Linked DNA regions of Mus musculus: all the other regions are linked to region 4. The links are chromatin contacts, called in public HiChIP or PLAC-seq maps. All regions are on one chromosome and are shown on one strand. The core of a region is the stretch at or near the end of the contact, and the rest is flanking DNA. Distances in the headings are between cores, read along the strand shown. Region 1 has its middle 16 kb from the start of Gm41069. Region 2 holds the start of Esm1 (endothelial cell-specific molecule 1). Region 3 holds the start of Cspg4b (chondroitin sulfate proteoglycan 4B). Region 4 holds the start of Gpx8 (glutathione peroxidase 8 (putative)).

Region 1 (3,040 bases), core at 162-2,661, 200 kb before region 4:
CCATGGGTGACAGGGAAAACTGACTCTTGGAAGATGTCCTCTGACCTCCTTTGGCACACTCATGCACACACACAAACACAAACACAAACACGCAGGCATAGATATTAGATACAATCATTTTTAATAACTTGAAAATTCTGTTTATGTTCAGATGATTTTGACATCACTTTTTGCTTATACAGCAAATTAAATATTGTTACCTCTTAAATATTGTGTTACCTCCCCCTACCCCCACCAGCCCCTCCACCTAAGGCACGGTAGCTAAAAAAGTTGCCCCGTTAAATTAATGACTGACTTAATTTAATCTAAGTACTGCCTTCAAACCTTTGCTCAAGGCACAGTAACAGAATGTAACCATTACAAGATAAACAGTGCCTGAGTAGGAAGAGCGGAGGGCATGCACTTAGCCAAAGAGTATCTTTTTAATTTATAGACATGTGGTCCTGGTATTAAACTGAAGATTCTTTTTCAAGCAAAGAAAAGATAGCTTCCATCTACCCACTTTGTTCCTGGGACGCCTTAGGTTTGATTCTAGGGAGAGGCGTTCTCTGCTGAGAAGGATTTTCATGTCCGTGGATCAGATCTCTTGCCAAGGTTTTACCATCACCTGAAGCAGTGCATGAAGCAAAATCACAAACCAGGCTTCCACCAAGCTCCACCCACTCCCTTCCAGGCTTAGATCTAGGCATGGGGTGAGCACTAGGCCCAGCAGCAGAGCCACCCAGCAGGACTTTGCTCTGCAGTTTCTCTCTTCCTTTATTAAACTCCCTAGCCTAGAGGCAGCCAGCCTAGTTGTTCCTCAGCTTCTCCATCTACAACATGCTTCTCTCACACAGAGGACACTGTGAAGACTGCACACTGTCAGACTTACAGAGCCCCCCTCCCCCCCCAAAGCCCTGGCACATGGTAGATGTATAATATTAAGAGTGCTAATTTTATCCCCTTTGTATTTGCATCCAATGAGCAGGGAAACAGATAAACCAAACGGCCACCGCTCACTAATAACTAACATCAGAGGCAGAATGTGGCAAATGGCTGGGAAGGTAACAAGCAAACGTGGCAAATGTCTTGTGAGTGCACAGGAAGGAGAGTGCTTCAGCGGCAGACAGTGTCAAGGAGGAAGCGGAAGTGGAAGCTTTTGTTTTGCAGAGTCACAAGATGCTGGGAAAGCAAAGGAGGCCAAGGCAGTCACTGGACTGATCCAAAGAGTGTATGTGTAGGTCGTACAGAGAGAGAGAGAGAGAGAGAGAGAGAGAGAGAGAGAGAGAGAGAGACAGAGACAGAGACAGAGACAGAGACAGAGACAGAGACAGAGACAGGGAGATAGAGCACCATGTGAACAAGGGAAAGAGGAAGGGAGAGAAAGGGAGGGAGGGAAAAGGAAAGGAGAAGGGAGGGAGAGAGGGGGGAGGGACAGAGACAGAGACAGGGAGATAGAGCACCATGTGAACAAAGGAAGGAGGAAGGGAGAGAAAGGGAGGGAGGGGAGTCCCTGTGTAGTATAGCCCTGAGATTGTAGAGCACTAGAAGATCAGTCTGGAAGCAGAGGGCATGAGCAAGCTGACAAAAGTTTCAAAGGCCAGTGCAGACAGACATGTGCTGCCTGTGGGCCACAGGCTCCACGGAACTCAGGGCTAGGAACGCTGCCCAACATAAACCGTAAACATACTTATAACATTAGGAGATCTATCTGGAAAGAGCAATTTTGGGGGCTTGACTAAATTGATTGTTTTGTTGTGTGTTTGTTTGTGTGTTTGTTTGTTTGTTTGTTTTTCAAGGCAATGTTTCTCTGTATAACAAGCCCTGAGTGTCCTAGACTTGCTTTGTAGACCAGGGTGGCCTCAAACTTACAGAGATCTGCCTGCCTCTGTTTCCCACCTGCTGGGACTATAGGCTTGCACCACCGTGCATGGGGCTGTAATTGTTTGATTCTTAAGTGTGGACTTTGTGCATGACAACACTAATATGTTGTCTCAATGTCAAACAGGGGACACACCTGGAATTTAATTAAACCTTGATAATTAACCTCATGACCTTGTTAATGGTCTCCTTTTCCCCTGCTGTGGCACATACAGAGAACAAATGTTTGTACAGCACAGTGTGTAGACAGGTGAGGCTGCCTTTGACAGAAGCTGCAGAGAAGCTCAAGGGAGGGCTGGAGTGGTGGCTCAGTGGTTAAGAGCACCAACTGCTCCTCCAGAGGTCCTGAGTTCAATTCCCAGCAACTGCATGATCTGCATGATGGTTCACAACCATCTATAATGGGATCTTTCGAGACAGGGTTTCTCTGTGTAGCTCTGGCTGTCCTGGAACTCACTCTGTAGACCAGGCTGGCCTTGAACTCAGAGATCCACCTGCCTCTGCCTCCCAAGTGCTGGGATTAAAGGCGTGCGCCACCACTGCCTGGCCTGGTGCCCTCTTCTTGTGTGTCTGAAGACAGCTACAGTGTGCTCATATAAATAAGATAAATAAATCTTTAAAAAAAAAGAGGTCACGGGATCACCATCTCCACACACCTGTAACTGCTGTGATAAACATGGTAGCACAACATTTGGGGTAAGGGTGAGATCCCTGCTCTAAGCAATGGGGACAGGAGAGGATTTGAGAACAGGCTGTTAGCACTGGGACTTCCTAGTCTCTTGTCAACAGTCCAAACCGTAAGTACATGTCTGCTGAAGTCCAGAGAGTGTTAGAAGACTCTGGGGGAAAGATATCCTTATATACTGAGCTTTGGCTCAGTCTTCTATTTACAAAACTAATTGTTTGAGTAAGGGTGTCCAACTTAATAGTATATTTGAATACATAGAAGTACAATTTACTTACATTCAGTTTCCTGGTAGGAATGGTGACACTCTTGAAATCAAAGCATGTCCGTGCCCGAATGGACAAGCAAGTTATCTCTTCCCCAGAACAAGAGAGTTACAGAAGGAAATGCTCCAATCGTTTGTCTGAACTGCAATCCTTCGCTTAAGCTTCAGTCCCTGGCTGTTACCCGTGCTCTCAATTTTCCTGACTCTGAGGGAAACTTTAAATGTGTATA
Region 2 (3,226 bases), core at 391-2,890, 160 kb before region 4:
AATCTACGCAAAGAATAGCATCTCCAAAATGTTTCTAGAATTTATGTCTGAGCCTTTCGCTGGTTTTGCAGGCTAAAAGATCACTAATTTATGAACTGTTTTCTAAAATGAGAATTGGTGAGCTTATCTTAATACTAGAAGAATGTCATCCAGGAAGGGTTGCACTTGTATTGAATCTGAGTTATTTAGAAATTTCTCAGAACTTGGCTTTCCGATTTCGGCAGCTTCTTTGTATTACACAACTGGATACAGGAATGAGCACGCTGTTTTTTTTTTTTTTTTTTTTTTAACCATGATAGCATATTGTGATAAGATTATATAGCATCTATGTATGCAGACTTTTAAATAACCTTTTCTTTTATTTTTATTCATTTAAAAATATTAATTTAGTCACTAGGTTTGAAAATAAATTCCACAGACAAATCAAGGCATCATTTAGCTCTGGTTTCTGTCTTAATTATAATTTCACTTCTTTTCTTTAAATCTATAAAAGAGTCACCTTTTTTAAAAAAAACAGACTTTTAGGTTACTATTATTTCTGCTTGTCTTACAACATCTGCTACTTTCTGCCTAACAGAAACATTTTAAAAGTTAAGCTAGGCTTATTTTATACTTCAGGGGACCCTCTTGCAAGAGCATGAGTTATTTTGTTGCCTGACTTAAGCCCACCTTATGCCATAAAGCACATTAGTGCTCATCAGAAATACTTGAGCCTGAGTAAGGCACTCCTCCCGGTGAACTCTTTCAAGATCAAAGGCTGGTGAAATCTGGGGAGCTAGAAACAGCTTTAAGAGGTTATCTCAGGAGGACCTCTGGAATCATTGGCTTCCAGGGGAACAGACACCTTAAGCATTTGTAACAGGCTACCTGTCAGATTTCTAAAGCCTCTCAGAAAAAGAAGACACACAAGCTACCAACTGCAACTTCCCTTCTCAAATCTGAATGCATGCAGTGAACGGGATGCTGCAGCCCTTGTGACTTCTGCACGCTGCTTTCCAAACCTCCCGGCAGATATCCTTTTTCTCTCTATCAAGCACACCACCTGCATCCAAGCATCCTCCCTGGTTGTTCAGAGGAAGGAACACGCACCTCCTCAGGCTGACTAAATACCCTCCGGGAGCCCTGCACGGTGGGAAGCAAAGAGTCGCTCTTTACCTTTGCAGATACCAAACTCGTCACCAAAATCATCCTCCTCGCTGTAAAAGTGACACTTCAGCCCCGGACCACACTTGACCCCGTCCATGCCTGAGACTGTACGGTAGCAGGTTTCTCCAGGTCCCGCGGCGCACACCTGGCAGCAGCCACAGTCATCCAGCACTGTCCTCTTGCAACGCAGGCTGCTTCTGCACTCAGTTTTGTCACAATGTTCCGGGCAATCCACCGCATATTTGGCGCTCCAGGCCATGCCCAGGTGCAGAGGTACCAGGAGTGTGGTCAGCAGCAAGAGGCTCTTCATGTCTCGCAGCTGGCTCCTGCTCAGCTCCCTGCCGTCGTGGTCTTTGCTGGAGGGAAGCAGCCGTCCAAAGTAGTAGCTGAGCTTCAGCCTACACGGTTATGAGTTTTATACACTGTGTTGCCCGCATGCTTCCCCGTCATCAATTTCCTCAACCCAGCAGCAGCGCTGTGCTCTTGCCAGCCTCTCTTGTTTTAGTTTATGAAATCCAGGATGAAGGCTGGATTAACACGCTGCTGCCATCCAGGAATTGAAAAGCCCAAGCTGATGTCATCTGTTATGTTTAGATGGTTGTTTTGCATGAGGGCTGAAAAACTCTGCTCACATCCGTCTCAAAGACTCAAGGACATCTGAGAAGGGGGAATAACGAAGGTTGCATAGCATAGCCCCCTACTGCACAGGAATTGCTCTGACACCAACATAACACTTAGGATGTAGCTTTGTCTCAGAGTCCCTTAGCACGGAGGAGACTGACATAGACATAAATCAAGCCAGAAGCATCTATCAAGTAAATGATGATGATAATAATAGTAATAATAATAATAATAATAATAATAATAATAATAATAATAATTTGGCATTTTCCTCAATAAATAGCTATGAGATCATTTGGAAGAAGAAATAGTTATATATTGTGTTTTTTCAAGACTTAGAAGAAGGAAAATATTTGGATAGAAGCCTTTTAAAGACTTCTTCCTTCCTCACAAGTTCCTCCTCTGTTGTTATCTCTAAAGTATTTATGCTATCCATGTTCAAGTCTGTCCTTGCTGTTGCTGTGTTTAGTCAGATATGCTACAGCTTAGCATTTTTTTTTAATCAATAGAGAGAGAGAGAGAGAGAGAGAGAGAGAGAGAGAGAGAGAGAAGGTTGTCCCGGCATTGTTACTGAATTACTCAGTTCTGGAAAAACTTGTCAGTTGGACTGCTCCTGACCCAAACCCCCTGGCGAGAAGGCTCATCCATCACCAAGTCTGTGTGTCCAATGACTGCATCCACCCGGTCCTTCCTCTCACCTCCTGGCATCTATCGGAGCTCTTGCTTCAAACTTCCCAAACAAGGCAGTAAGCCCAAAGAAACAAGTGAGCCAGCAGGGAAATCGGAACACAGCTCCAGAAAGGCAAGTCATGGGGAAGGAAAAACATTACCCACCAGGAAACAAGGTCTTCATGCTATGGAGGGACACAGTGTGGCCCCACCAAGGAAAACAATAGTCCTCTCAAAGTATTGGCTGGCCCAGGACCTTGTGTAGCCAGGCTTGTGCAACAAGGGGATGCTAGATGTCAGAGCAGACAGAAAAGTCCTCACACTAATGCTGTGTTCCATTTTTAGCTCCCAACCCAATTTGTCAACAAAAAGATAAAGTCACTACCGACTGGTAAAGAAATGACCCAGCGAAGCGGGTAACTCCTGTCTGTCACAAACTGACTGTGGTGCATCCACAGAACTCCTCGTCTTCTGTTGAGAGCTCATGGCTTTAGAGTGTTTGACCTCTGAAAGCCTTGAGGCCTCTAAAGGCTGACGCATCCAAGCTACTGGATGTGACATGGTCTTTAGGCTTTGCCAGGGTACATTTTGGGGAAGTGGGAAACGAAGGCAAGACATTAGCTCCCAATTTCATGACACTCTAACCTGAAATATTCTGTACTCCTCTCTCCAGGAGCAAACATACTCAGCAGGTGGGACCTTCGTAGTTTGTGATAATTTTAAAGTCTACTCTGTACATGGCATGTGCCTAGTGCTATCCTTTGTGGATATATTAATTATATAAAACCAT
Region 3 (3,399 bases), core at 551-3,050, 250 kb before region 4:
CCCTTTCCCTCTTAGCCTTGCCACAGGGATAGGGGAAGGCTTTGCCATTCCTGCATGGATCTGAGGCTCTGGGATCTTTGACATGAGGAAGCCCAGGGCTTCCTCTTCTCCCTATAGCCCATACACATAAAATCAAAGAATAACAATTAAACTATTCTCCCAGGCATCACAAAGTAGATTTCGAAAGATTTGGGCTTACAATATTTGTCCTGCTGTCCTGACAGCTTGAAGAACATACATGTTACAGCGCGTGCTGCGGGATTCTTAATTCAACAAAGAAGCCACACTCCTAACCTTAGGGAATATTGTGCCCTACTGTCTCCTACCCCACTAACTGCGGACATAATGGATAGGAAAGGCAGGAAATGGGTGTTTATTGACCATTCTTTGGCTGCTAAGCAGTTGTTTTAGTTAAGCCTCGTGGAAGATGTTATTATCGTAGTAAATTTACAGAGGCCCAGAGTAGTAACTGAGAACAGAATATAGCCCTTGGGTTTGAAGTTCTCCCTCACTGACTCTTAATCCGTAAACTTCTCTTTGCCCCCATACTATTACTGGCCCCCTGTCTGAAGCCATGTGGGTTTTTCTTCCAAAGTCCATTCACTGCCCTTTGGAGTCTCTCCTCTTAGACTCAACACCTGTTCCTTCAGTCAGTCACAGCAGCCAACAAGCCTCCTCCGACCCTTTGCCACACCCACCCTTGGAATCAGTCATGAAGGGGCAAGGCAGCCTGCAGATGAGGACCTAGGAAATATGAAGGAGGATAAAGAAGGAGTAGAGCTTTTCCGAGCAGCCTGAAGAAGTGGAAGGGTGAGGCATCTTCAAGAACCTAGAAGGCCCTTGGACTCCAAAGAGGCCAAATGACGTCATCACGCAATGATCATGCAAGCAGCGATGCTGTTCGGCCACTCTGAAAATGAATTTAAATCCTGAGAATTTCATCTAAATACTATGCACATGCAACACGTGTGATTTAGAATTTCTTTTCCCGTTTAAAAACAAAGTCACCTGGAAGTCATTTTTGAATTGATGTTGGGAAGGCCTAGGAAGTGGAGCTCATAAAAGTCCAAAGAACCACGTGTTTAGTAATCTGGAGGGAGGCAAAAAGCCAAGGGGGGGGGGGGGAATAAAACACTAAGTATTTGAGCTCAGAAAAGTTAAGGTTCCCTACGGTGCAGGGACAAGAAACCAGGGGTCAAAGACTAGCCCAGGTGAACAGAAGGTCCCCCACTCACTGCATTTCACGTGAGACCAAAGAGCTCCAGACCCAAACTGAAAAGATGCAGCCGGGCTGCCCGCAGGAGTCGGCCATTCTGCTGGTCGGGTGGCCGACCTTAAAACTCAGTACACCGGGAGGAGGTGGGGCACAGGCTGGGGCTGGGAGTTGGAAGGGGTCGGCCGCCAGCAAGCCTGTGAGCAGGGCCGCGTCGCGTCCTCCCCTCTGCCCAGCTTGGGGACAAGGGGCCTGATCGCGCCTGGGGGCCTGAGGGACCGAGGGCCGCGCGCCCTGCTCGCCCAGCCTCCGACTCGACCGGACCGGACCCGACCCACACTCCTACCGGCCGCCCACCCTCTCCGCGTAGCGCCGCTTGGCTCGGCCCGCCTCGGGCGGGGAAGGGAAGTTGGGGCGCGTACCTCCGAGCCCCCCGCGCGGCCCGCAGAGCCCCAGAAAGGCGGTGAGCAACAGGAGGCCGCAGGCCCCGGGCCGCCCCATCCCGCCGCGCCGTCTCCGGGGCCCGCGCCGAGCTCTACCTGCGCGGCCCGCGACCCGCCTGCGCGCCCCAAAGCCTGGAGAGAGGCGGCGCCCCGCGCGACACGACGGGGCGGGGCACTTCTGCGACCTGCAGCTGTTGCGCGGGATCAGAGCCAGCTAGATCGAAGGCTCCAAGGCAGTGCAGGCTACAAACAGGACAGGGAGTCGGTGGTCCCCTCCCCTGCTTGCAGATTTGAAGTTTAGTGTCCCTGGGTGGAACGGGGAGCTCCGGGCAGCAGGCTGAGGGGATAGAAGGGCAGGACCTAGGCTGGCCTTGAAACAACCTGTCCCTATGACCACAGCACATCCCAGGGGGACAGTGGGTTTTTCTCAGCCTTATCCTAAAGCGGGCCTTCTGTGTAATGTTTGTGAATGTGTGTTGGATGAGCAGAACACGGTAGGAAAGAAGTAGCCTGTCATTTCTTTGCAAATGTGAGCCTTACTTTTAGATTTTTTTTAAAGCTCAGTCCGAGTTAAACCTTTGAATTTCTGGAGCAACTGCCTGTCAGAATAAGGTCTAAGATTTTATGTGTCGATATCACGTCTTACCTTGGGAGCCATGATTACAAGTCACAGGGAGGAGACACCCCCACACAAGTAGAGTCCAAGGAGATGGTTGGACCAGACGATTCCAGGGCTCTCTAAAACCAGCTTCCCTGGGCTACATTTTGCGATGCTCGGGGTGGTCAAAATGGCAGCTCTCCAGCTACCAGGATAGTCAATGTTAGTCCTGCTTTGTTCTTAGCAAAACCAAGGATGACTTCATTTCCCACCCGTTCCATTCTTGGTTCTTTAATAAAGTGCTTTTTAAAGCAAAGAATCACATTTTGACCTTTTCTGCAGCCGAAAATCTGTGAGGCCTCTGTTCCACTTCTAAAAAGAATACGTTTCGTCCACCCAGCAGCCTTCCATGATCCTGGGAACCTCGCCCTCCTTTAGAGAAACTGTACTCTCTGCCTGCCTCACCATGTGTGGGAATTAGGAGTTGGCATCCACTTCTAAGAACCCCCTCTCTGTCACGTGATGGGCTGGGGTGGGTACTCGTGACTGGAGCAGGGCCAGGCAGTTTCCAATCTGAAGATTTCCACTGAATGCATCTAAGGAAGAGGGCCTGCAACTCTCCGGAGTGGGAGGCAGAGAAACTATGAATGGCTCTGACTTTTCTAATAAGCTAGCGCACAAAAAGAAGACAGGACCTAGAAAAAGGTTGTAGCTCCACCTGGGGTCTACTACCTCCATGAGCCAGCCCTGAAACCAACTGTTCCTTAATCATTTCACGGACGTTTTTGCATAAACCATTCACGTCCACTTTTAACCGAATCTCCCTGGAGTTAAGTTCCATACTTAACTTATTACCAAAAGCAACCTGTCAGTGTGAGCCCAAGCATGGTAATGTGCTGGTGTGTATATTGGTGGCCTGTTTGGTGGCCTGTCACAGTGACAAGTCATCTGACAAAAACAACTTATAGGAGAGTTGGCTGATTTGGCTCACAGCTTTGGTGGTTTCAGTCCCAGGTCAGCTGCTTTCTCCCCATTTTAGGCCTCAAGTGTAGCAGAAAATGATGGTGGAGAGGCAGGGTAGAGAGAGGTGTTTCCCTCATGGCGACCAGGGAGCAGAGAGCACAGCAGAGTCCAAAGATAAAAAT
Region 4 (3,426 bases), core at 482-2,981:
GAGACCGGCTCTCTGTGTGTAACCCTGACTGGAGACAGAACCATGATCCCCCTACCTCAGCTGCCACAGTGCTGGGATTACCAGTACACACTACCATTGAATCCTCTTACCTAACTTCAAGCCTAAACTACCTTTGCTCAACTACACCCAACCCCACACACAACAGAAGCTGGGGACAGGTGCTCAAAAGCACCAGGAGCAAGAGAAAGCCAGCGTCTAGACCTCCTAGAAATGTGCAGTGCCACCAAGTGGATGTCATGTTAGTCCAGAATTTCCTGTGTGGTAAACAGGGCAAATCCTAAGGAGGCTGGGGATATGCAGCCCTCAGCTGCCTCCAGTGTCCACCCCCAGTAACTATGCTCTTCAGAGCAAAGGCCCTGGGTAGTGAGCTATAGCCAAAGAGAAAAGAGATGAAAGATACAGCAGCTAATGAGTGTGTCCGCACAGATGTGGGTTTGCGGATTTCATTTGGGGCTTGTGCTTGAATTCTGCTATTTAAATATTTGAATTCTGCTGCAAGGGTTGTGCTTTAATACAGAGCCCAGGATTTTTTCATCTACAGTTTGGAATCCATGAGTCATTTTCATAGGTCAGAACCATGCTGTCTCAGAAGTGCAATGGTCAGGACTACAGAGTGGGTAAAGAACCATTTCATGAAATTTATCAGTGGGATATATGTGCGTGTGTATGCATGTGGGCATATCTATAGTGTGTATTGTATATATGTGTATGTATATGTATGTGTATGTATATGTATATGAGGGGCTATGTGTGTGAGGGTGCATATGTGGGGGGAATGTGTGTATATATGTGTATGTATGGGGATATGTGTATATGGGTGTATCTGGGTGTGTGCCTATGTATATGTGTGTATACCTGTGTGTATGTGCCTATGTCTGTGCCTGTGTGTTCATATGTATACCTGTGTGTATCTGCATATGTGTGCCTGTGTGTGGATGTCTGTGTGTGTGTATCTGTGTATGTGAGTTGTGTGCCTGTGAATGTGTGCCTCTGTGTGTGTGAGTGTGTGTGTGTGTGTGTGTGTGTGTGCATGTTATGTTGTAAACTATCTCACCAGTGACAAAGACAAAATTGAAGAAGACAATAGCTGCTATGGTTTCTAATAGAGAATGGGTGTTATGCCTTTATGGCTTTCTATTTTTGCTGTCTTCTCCTGGCATCTGGTTGCCTTCACTAGATGACGTCAGAATAAATAGGATGATCTTTTCCAGCCTTCGTTGCTCTATTATAAATATTCTCTATATTCATATAGTACGTCAATAAATACATAAAACCTTTAAGTTCTTTGTGGTCACACGTCATATTAACAGACCACATTAATCTACACTCTAAGCCATTTCTGGGTGTTATTCAGTCCTCCACAGCCAATCTATTGCTCAGTGAACACACGGGATGCTGAGCAGCCCGATGACCACTCATTTCCAAGTTACAAGAGCACCACCTTCTGGTAAAACGTTTTCGTAGAAGGGGGCGTCTTAAGGATCTACTAAAACGATAGAATTCTTCTATCAAAAAAAAAAAAAAAGTTAAAGTGCAGCCACGTTAACAATTTTTTTTTTTTTTTGATTTTCTGACTTCGTTTGATTCTTCTGGGAAGGGTCCTCCTGCTCTTCAGCAGCCGAAGGGTCTGTAACCCCTTCCGGCTCTCCTTAAGCTCGGCGGGTTTCAAGTTTCAGCCCCGCCTTGCATTCCAGCCTGCTGAGACTCCCAGGATCGTCCAAAATGGAGCCTTTCGCTGCCTACCCATTAAAATGTTCCGGGCCCAAAGCAAAGATATTTGCAGTTTTGCTCTCTATGGTTCTGTGCACCGTGATGCTTTTTCTCCTTCAGTTAAAATTCCTGAAGCCGAGAACCAACAGCTTCTACTCCTTTGAAGTAAAGGATGCCAAAGGAAGGACCGTGTCTCTGGAAAAGTTCAAAGGCAAAGTAAGTCTTCCGGCTTTTATTTCTGTTGTTCCTTGGCCCTGACACTTATTCTCAGCATAGAGTGGGGTTCGGCACAGCCATAAGTTGGAATGTAGTCTTCAAAGTAATATCGTTAGTGGTCCTTTTAGTTATCAGAATTCTAAGAGCTTTAAACTTCCACTCCACAAAGCAACTGTTTTTCTCGAAAGCTGTCTTCTCTTTTGTGAGGAAACGATGCTGTATTATCTAGGAGATGCTTTGAGACCCGCTACTAAGAGTGTTCTTTACATAACCTAACTAAAACTTTGTCACAGTCTTCGACCATTCATTTGGGTTATGGTTTTCAATAAAGTTGGATCTGTCTAAAAATATGGAATCTATCAGACTTCGTAGTCTGCCAAAATGGCTTAGGATTTTAGCTGTATGAAGATTTTTTTTTTAATCTTTTGCTTCTCTTTCCGGTGGGTCTTTTTTTTTTCTTTTTTTCTTTTTCCGGGAGGCTTCCCTGGTTGTAAACGTGGCTAGTGACTGCCGCTTCACAGACAAGAGTTACCAGACTCTCAGGGAGCTACACAAGGAGTTCGGGCCCTATCACTTCAACGTCCTGGCTTTTCCGTGCAATCAGTTTGGAGAATCGGAGCCCAAGTCCAGCAAGGAGGTAGAATCTTTTGCGAGACAGAACTACGGAGTCACATTCCCCATCTTCCACAAGATTAAGATTTTAGGGCCGGAAGCAGAACCTGCGTTTAGATTTATTGTTGGTAAATATCTACTCTGCCTCAATGTTGTTCATTCTTCTCATTTCATACATTACATATGAATGATATAGAGAAAGATAAATAGATACTTTTAGGGCTAGAGCTCATATTTCGTTTATTTTACTGGGAAGTTTTCATAAAACTGTCAAGGATCCAGAACCTCGCCCTTTGCCACTTTCTAACTCGATGTTCTGACTTCTGGGATGGTAAAGAATTCTACTTTGATATGTTTTTACTCCTGTGACCATCATGGTGAAGGCCTAATGTGAAGCGTGGCCATGCCTGCTTTCCCAGATACTTCAACTCTCCAGTAATCTAACTGCCCTTTGGGGCAGTCTCCCTGCCTTGTACTAATGCTGCACACTTCAGGGATACCTGATGGCAGCACATCATTAACTGAGTATGTCTTTATGCTTACTTTTATGGTGGCCTCTTTATCTGAGTCATTATCCTCAAGGTTGACCTGTCAGTTTGCCAGGGTTTTGCAGAGATCCAAAGCAAAATAACTTATTTTCAAAACCCAGTCATGTGAGGGTTCCTCTATAATTAAAGTAGCCACGGGAATCTATTTCCACGGCCATCTATTTAAAGCAAGCTAAAGCACTTGTAAGACAATGAACAGGAACCCTGTGGCTTTTATTTCTGGGGTATACAGAAAAGGTAGGACAGGAACTCTTTCTTGAGCAAAGCATCCAAGTAAAATCTAACAAGAACTCTGTCAAACACTATAGCTCTACAGCTC

Evidence for each region. HiChIP or PLAC-seq counts read pairs in DNA pulled down with a chosen protein or histone mark.
Region 1: an H3K27ac HiChIP or PLAC-seq map of microglia shows a contact between it and region 4, with 4 times the contacts expected there. The contact joins the enhancer-like site here to the promoter of Gpx8 in region 4. A contact is called at or near these places in 20 of 39 promoter capture datasets (the 3T3-L1 cell line, 3T3-L1-derived adipocytes, the C10 cell line and 10 more), 4 of 15 datasets of contacts at CTCF or cohesin (CD8 T cells, the NIH/3T3 cell line and embryonic stem cells), 90 of 484 Hi-C or Micro-C datasets (B cells, the C2C12 cell line, the C3H10T1/2 cell line and 45 more), 25 of 115 datasets of contacts at active chromatin or transcription factors (CD8 T cells, the NIH/3T3 cell line, bone marrow-derived dendritic cells and 14 more) and 3 of 9 other capture datasets (adipose tissue, embryonic stem cells and pancreatic islet).
Region 2: an H3K4me3 HiChIP or PLAC-seq map of the SCID.adh cell line shows a contact between it and region 4, with 6 times the contacts expected there. The contact joins the promoter of Esm1 here to the promoter of Gpx8 in region 4. A contact is called at or near these places in 11 of 39 promoter capture datasets (the 3T3-L1 cell line, 3T3-L1-derived adipocytes, cranial neural crest and 6 more), 1 of 15 datasets of contacts at CTCF or cohesin (CD8 T cells), 7 of 484 Hi-C or Micro-C datasets (the C2C12 cell line, LSK cells, adipose-derived mesenchymal stem cells and 4 more), 10 of 115 datasets of contacts at active chromatin or transcription factors (CD8 T cells, the SCID.adh cell line, T-cell acute lymphoblastic leukemia and 5 more) and 3 of 9 other capture datasets (adipose tissue, embryonic stem cells and pancreatic islet).
Region 3: a contact with region 4 is called in an H3K4me3 HiChIP or PLAC-seq map of embryonic stem cells, with 3 times the contacts expected there. The contact joins the promoter of Cspg4b here to the promoter of Gpx8 in region 4. A contact is called at or near these places in 5 of 115 datasets of contacts at active chromatin or transcription factors (embryonic stem cells, pancreatic cancer cells and stem cell-derived neural progenitor cells) and 1 of 9 other capture datasets (embryonic stem cells).

Annotation. Positions count from the first base shown.
Region 1 is chr13:113,240,407-113,243,446 of GRCm38.p6, reverse strand. No RefSeq gene overlaps it. Among named protein-coding and RNA genes, the nearest start is that of Gm41069, 16 kb to the right of the region's middle. Within about 2 kb of position 1,411, at least 43 of the 459 cell types and tissues checked have an H3K27ac peak or open chromatin away from gene starts, as enhancers often do. A contact at or near this core is called in CD8 T cells, ECoMG-derived neutrophils, bone marrow-derived macrophages and 4 more, where this site is marked.
Region 2 is chr13:113,208,073-113,211,298 of GRCm38.p6, reverse strand. It overlaps Esm1 (endothelial cell-specific molecule 1), which reads right to left and starts at 1,640. Exons shown (of 3, transcript NM_023612.3): 1 at 1,156-1,640. The coding sequence starts at 1,456. The region is part of intron 2 of Gm41069 (a long non-coding RNA gene); the gene reads left to right.
Region 3 is chr13:113,291,571-113,294,969 of GRCm38.p6, reverse strand. It overlaps Cspg4b (chondroitin sulfate proteoglycan 4B), which reads right to left and starts at 1,800. Exons shown (of 10, transcript NM_001378698.1): 1 at 1,636-1,800. The coding sequence starts at 1,714.
Region 4 is chr13:113,044,693-113,048,118 of GRCm38.p6, reverse strand. Gpx8 (glutathione peroxidase 8 (putative)) reads left to right here and starts at 1,731. Exons shown (of 3, transcript NM_027127.2): 1 at 1,731-1,947; 2 at 2,426-2,687. The coding sequence starts at 1,744. The region is part of intron 2 of Cdc20b (cell division cycle 20B); the gene reads right to left.